2 separate regions of the Mus musculus genome follow, and region 2 is linked to region 1. Evidence: chromatin contacts called from public promoter capture Hi-C data. All regions are on one chromosome and are shown on one strand. Each heading gives the region's core, a stretch centred on a gene start, on an enhancer-like site or on the middle of the called end of the contact. The rest is flanking DNA. Distances are from core to core; before and after follow the strand shown.

The links. Promoter capture Hi-C pulls out the DNA fragments that hold promoters and counts their contacts.
Region 2: a promoter capture Hi-C map of pre-B cells shows a contact between it and region 1. The contact joins the promoter of Tspyl4 here to the promoter of Fbxo30 in region 1. A contact is called at or near these places in 3 of 39 promoter capture datasets (cranial neural crest, frontonasal cranial neural crest and pre-B cells).

What each region holds. Positions count from the first base shown.
Region 1 is chr10:11,279,895-11,283,051 of GRCm38.p6, reverse strand. Fbxo30 (F-box protein 30) reads right to left here and starts at 1,722. Exons shown (of 3, transcript NM_027968.3): 1 at 1,552-1,722.
Region 2 is chr10:34,295,951-34,299,107 of GRCm38.p6, reverse strand. It overlaps Tspyl4 (TSPY-like 4), which reads right to left and starts at 1,687. Exons shown (of 1, transcript NM_030203.2): 1 at 1-1,687. The coding sequence starts at 1,594. The coding sequence ends at 374. It overlaps Gm26564 (a long non-coding RNA gene), which reads left to right and starts at 1,684. Exons shown (of 5, transcript XR_871568.2): 1 at 1,684-1,765.

The sequences.
Region 1 (3,157 bases), core at 473-2,972:
CTCTTCTATCCCATCGTAACTAATATGAAATGTAATATTTATTCAGCCTTTTAAACTTACAATTCTTATCACTGAATACATAAATGCAAAAATATTCTCCAGGAAAATGCCCAGCAAGAGTAATTCCTTTTATTAAATAAACAGCAGTTTTAAAATCTTATTTAGAAGATTATCCAAGCGTTAGATTTTAGAAACATGCTATATCAAACAGTAAACACATTAACTAAAGCCTGTTTGTCTGCCCTTAAAGCACCTCTCAAGCCATATGGGAAGTGTTAGCAATTATTTTATGCAATATTACTTTTAAAAGAATATTTTATTTAAGTATTTTATATTTTAAGACAAAAAATAAACAAAAAACCCTTTAAACCTAAATCTAAACATTCAGAAATATTAGAGTTCCAGTTTTCTTATATCATTCATAAAACACCTACTATTTCTAGAATCACACACACACACACACAAAAGCTTATGTCCCTATGTTAAGTATCGGGTATAAACTGGTGATCTAAGAAGTTAGCAAAACATGTTGTCCTCAACTAAACTACTACAGCAAGAAACAGTGACTAAGCATAAAGAAGAGTGATTCAACGAAACTGTATGCTTTAGAAAAATCAAACAGGGATACTTCATGGTATCCTTTGTCTCTTTGTCAGTCAACACAGGATTGTTTGGGAAAACTAACATAAAAGCGTGCAGAGCGTGTTAATGTAACTTACTTTGCCTGAAATTTAGCAGGGAACAAATAAAAAAAAGAACCTCAGAAACTTTTTGAGACTTCGTTTTAAAAACGTTAACCCTCTTTGATACCAGAATGCCCGTAAATAACTTCATCTTGGATCACAGTCAACAAAGCAATCATGGAAGAAAAGGTCAATTCCTTCCCAAGCATCTATTTTATCCGGGATTTACCACGGGACTCAAAGAAGGGAGAGGGGAGCAGGAGAAACGCGGCAAACACAGGCCTCCGTCGAGGTTAAAATGTAATCCCCGAGTGACTTTGAATCCGCCGTGCGTTCCCTGTCCTGCTTCCAATCTGGGACTCCACGAGCTGGAACCCAGGAACTTGGGGGGGGGGGGGGTGATCCCTAAGTCTCGCTTTAACCAGGGCCACAGCTAAGCCTCCGCGCCTCTCACTTCCATGAATGGAAAAGTTACCAACTTCGCTTATCCCGCGGAGACACTTGGAGATGCCTCGCCGTCCTTTAACCCGTTTGCGCCCAAACTCCTCAAGTCCCTACGAGGCAGAGGGTGCGAGCCACGCATTCCGGGGTCCCCCGGGGCTCCTCTGCGCTCAGTGGGGGTGGGGGCGGAGGTGGGGGTCTCACCCGGTTCCGCGTCCCCGGGGGTCGGGGCGCCATTTGCCGGGAGCCTCAAGGGCAGGCCACACGGGCGGCCGGGCGCGACCCGGACGGGGCCAGCCGGACGGAAGCCTCTGAACTGCGCCGACTCCACCGGCCCCGCCGCCCCCGGGGCCCGCGCCGTCCGGGCCGCTGCCCGCCCGCCCGCCCGCGTCCCCGCGCCAGCCTCCCGCGGCCTCGCCACACTCACCAGCCCGCGCGGGCCGAAGCGCCGCTCAAACCCTGGCTTCTCTGGCCTTAGCGCCCGGCGGCTCCGCAGCGTCCCCGCACCGGACCGGACCACGCACGGGGCCCGTCCCGTCCCAATCCTCTGCGCCTCCGCCCTGCCCGGACCGCCGCCTTTTCTCCTCGGCCTCCAACCGCCACCGCCCTCCTCGCGCGCCCCGCCCCGCCCCGCTGCGCCCCGCCCCCCGGCCCGGCAGCGGGTGAGCGGGCACGCGCACGCACAGCGGGCGAGGATGCGCACGCTGTCCTGTGCCGGTCAGGCCGAGCGCAGAGAACCCACGGGGCAGCCTCTCCCTTGGTGCTCCCTGCCGGGTCCGCCTTTCGCGCCTTTGCTTTTTGTTTGTTTTTGGAAGGACTCTCCGAGCCCCTGTGGCACTGTGGAGGACGCAGGCCCAGGAGCGCGACCCGTCCTCCTAGCGCGCACTCGCAGGAAATAGGTCAGCCCCCGTTGTCGGTGGTAACTGCCACCACCTCACGTGCCCGAGCCCTGTGACTCGGTGACCGCTCTGCTCTGTGACCCGTTTCCCCTTGTAAGGGCTCTGCTGCTCGTCAGCCCGCGGCGGGCGGCTTCGGTGGGGCGAGCCACGCGGCCTCCAGAGGGCGCGGCGCGGCTTCTGGGAAACGTCTTAGGGCCGGAGCTTTCCCGTGGCCATCCAGGGCTACACACCCCGCGTGTAGGCGTCCCCGTTACTACCGCCAGGCCCGGGCGTGAGGCTGAGGGACGGTGATGTCACCGACGCCCACCCCGTCTGGAGGCCTCCTGCCAACTCCCACCTCAAAGCCACCGTGAAGGAGCCTTGGCCCTGGCTGGCGGAGGGGCGGAGGTGAGAAAACCCCCTTGGGTGGCCGTTCTGGTGACTGCAGTTTTACTCCCCAGCTGTTGGAAACGGTGGCTCACGAGAGTCACCGTCCTTCACCTTAAAAACCAGCACTTTCATACAACTACACAAAACCCTGGGGAGCTTAAGACTGAGCACACTGTAAAGGTCAGGGGTTTGGTTTGGTTTAATGAAGACATTCAGATTTTTGAAATATTTAGTGCTTATATGTGGGGTGCTTAGGACGCTGTATTTTTTTTTTTTTTTTTTTTTTTTTTTTTTTTTGCCTGCTTTGGCTGTAGGAGGTAGGCGCTTTTCGGTCAGCCCAGAGCGTGAGACCCAAAGGGGCCAGGTAAGAAAAGTGAAGCAGACAGATGAAATGGTGGGAGAGTTGCTTGTGCATGACAGGTGGTCGCGATTGAGTCACACATCCTTCCATTACATCCCCTTCCGCAAAATAAGGGGACTGCGGCAGGGAATCCCAAAGGCTCTCTACAGCTTCAACATTCCCATACTGATTGATTGTACTTTGGGGCTTTCTGCCTCTCTAAATCACCTAGTTGACACTAGGTCATCTCCCACCTCAAGCTGAGTAGGAGTCAGGGCAAACAGAAGCCTCTGCTCTTCCATAAGTGGCAACCAGAGACTACCAGGAATCAAAGGTCTTCAAAGATGTCCTCGGAAGTATATGTGGACTTTGGGCTAGACTTGTGGAACAAAACTACCATTTATGTGGCTTAGCCACCCAGAAAG
Region 2 (3,157 bases), core at 438-2,937, about 23 Mb before region 1:
TGGTAAGAATGTGTCAAGCTTTCTTGTGGCAGAGAACCACTTAAAAAAAAAAATGAAAAAAAGATCATGTCACAGACAGGGACCAAGCCATGCAAAGAACGAAGTACAGACTACAGCACGTGACTTGGCATAGAAGCAGTTTGAAGGCCATGCACTTGGAACACCATTATATATATATATGCAGAACATCGTGATGGCCCAGAGAAAGAAGAGCAAAGACTTGAAAGCCACAATCTTGAAACTACTGGAGACTTAGAAGAACCAATGAACACAATCCAACAGGAAGAGAAAGCAGACAGAAGGCTGCATGCTGCTGGCCAAGCTGAGGAGGTGGTAAGGACTCCTCTGCAAGAGCTTCTCACGAGGGCAGAGCTTAGCCAGACTGGAACCTGAAGGACCTGGGACTCTCCACTGGCTGCCTTGGTGGGACTCGAACTCCACGGCGTGGCCCATCGCCCATCAGATAGTATTGTAGGGGATTGGACCACAGCTCCCCTTTGATAATTTCAGCTATTCTGTCGAATTCTAGGAGGCTGTGGTCTGAGAACCAGTTGAAGAAACTGGGAATCGTGTTCCCCTCCCTATTCCTGTGGATGTGGGCCTGGGGTTCCTGACCCCGGTGCCAGCGGATTGGCGTAGAGAGTGACACCACTCGACCTGAGGATCTGCGCTCATATTCTTTGACCAGCCCCTCATTTCGAAAGTAGGGGTTGCTTTGAAAGATGAACTTAAATTTGCACCCTACTCTTGGCTGCTTAAGCTCCTCCACCTCTAAATTGATCATGTACCTCATCATGTCTTCATCTTGGCCACTAATCATTGGTGACAGCTGGGGGTGGTTCCGAAAAGCGGTGACCCAGAAACCTGGGATGTTTTGGATGATGAAACTTCTGCGCTGCATGTGGAGCCTTCTCATCCGCCCAAATTTGCGTTCCAGCTGGAGGAAGGCCCTGTCAGCCTGCGCATTTACATTTGACAGCTCTTGATCGATGGCCTCCAGCGAGTCCATGCAATTGATCTTCGGAGCTCTGGGTCGAGTCTCCTCTTTCCCTCCTCCAGCTACCTTTTTTTCCTTCTGTAACCCCTTCTTTTCCTGCATTGCCGCTCCTGCTTCTCCCTCCTTGCCGGTGGCCACAGAGATGGCGCACTTGGTAGTCGTCATTTCCTTGGTCTTCTTCGGCCCCGGCATCTGCTGAGACCCCAGGCCCACCGCACCACAGGCTTCCAGGGCTTTCGGTTTAGCAGGGCTGTGAGGCCCTTCAAGCTGACAGCCATTTTTACTGCTGTCGTCGGCTGCCACAGGGGCTGAGGGTGCGTCCCCGCCCTTTGATGGAGACGGAGCATCCTCCAGACCTCTCGCTGCCGCAGCACAACTATTCTCAGCCACTCGGAAGCAGAGCTCGGGGCCGCAGTGCTCGGAATCCGGAGACGCGCCTCCATCCGCACCGGCCTCACCTGCAGCCTCCATCTCCCGCACTGTGTCGGTTTCCTCTTGGAGCCCCTGGTCCTGCTTCAGATCCAGATCTTCGGAGGCATGGGAGGGGGTCGTGGTGTTAGCGAGAGATAGCTCGTTGTTCCCTTCCACGCCGTTCATTTTGGCAGCTGACAGCCCTGCAGAGCTTTCCTTGTCCTCTGCAGACGCAGCGCAAAACCGCAGTGAGTGCTTAGCTCCACCCCTTTTCCTTCTGGGCTGGTGCTACCATGGCAACCTGTGACGTCAGGATACCAGCTGCAACTAACCGTAGCGCGAGAACTGGCAATCCAGGTAATTTTGTCGATCAAGTGTGTTCTTTTTGTCTTTTTAAATGATGCTGTAAATTTAATCTCATCTGGGAAATTGAGTACATAAATGGATGTCGAATTATATTTTACGTCTATTCGTAAGTCTCTAATTAATTTCGACAGTATCTAAACCATGTCTCAAAATAAATTTTAAAATAGAACCTATTGTCTAATAAAGTCAGATTTTATTCATGCTTCCCAGGAATAGAGAAGCGAATTCACCAGCTCACAGGCCCTCCTTATTTCGGACACAGATTCGATTCATAGCGGCTACTGAGGAGCTGCGCAGAATCAGATTTAGGGGGCAAAAAGTGTCGTCGTTGTTTTTACTTTCAAGCAAACAAGACATTCCTAAGGTTAATTTCGATTTCTGCAGAGATTTTGATGTTTGTATACATTGGCCGACATTTACAAAGCAATTGGATATTTCTTCACTTTTAAATAAATAGTAAACCGCGCCTTATTTACAGGTGGCCACAACGCATGCCATATACACAGTTAGCCCCTGAGAATTAGTGAAGGAAATGTAACCTCAGAGGATTCAATTTCTAAAACGATACACATTAATCCTCCTTTGCCTTGGTTTATGATCTTAGGTTCTGCTTCATGCCTGTGGGTATGGAGCCAACTAACATTTGCCCAAATTTGCCTTTGTGAAGGTAGAATCAATCAGGGTTTTTCACACACTTAAGCAACTGTGTCTTTAAAATAATCTACTTTAAAAAAGAAGGGTCATTCATTCAAGTCAATTTAGAAAATGTATTTATTTATTTACTCAATCATTTATTTAAATAAATAAAAGCTATTTATGTATTTAATCACCACGGTCTCTCAGTTTGCTAAAGTCTGAGAATTCGGATGTTAATCCTTAAGGGATAGAAAAAAACAGAAACTTAAATTTTGCATATTTAATGTTTGAATTTCTATTAGAACAAAGCTTTAGAGTTCTTTGCCCTGGGAAATTGATTCCTCCCAGAATATGGTTACACTACAGTAAGAGTCTTTGAATAGGGGTTTAAAGAAAAAAAACAAAAACAAAAAACATTACCCTAAGAACTCTAATGAGGGAAATAATGGCTCCTGGTTCGCCTAAGACTCTGAGGTGGTGAGAACAACACATGGCATATCATGCAGCTTGATTTTTTTCTTTCTTTCTATGCCAAAGGTGAGTGTTCTCACTCAAAGACAGTTGTCCAGGCTGGCCTGCCTCTTCCTAGCCCTATCTCCCAAAAAAGGAAAGAAAAAAAGGAAAATCAATTGATTATCTAAATAAAATTAAAATGTACACACAAATACCAATTCTTTTTCTGTCCCCCTTTCCTTTTTCTCTTAACAAATATTCTTTTTGCCTTACTGAGGTGAAATAAATGTATCG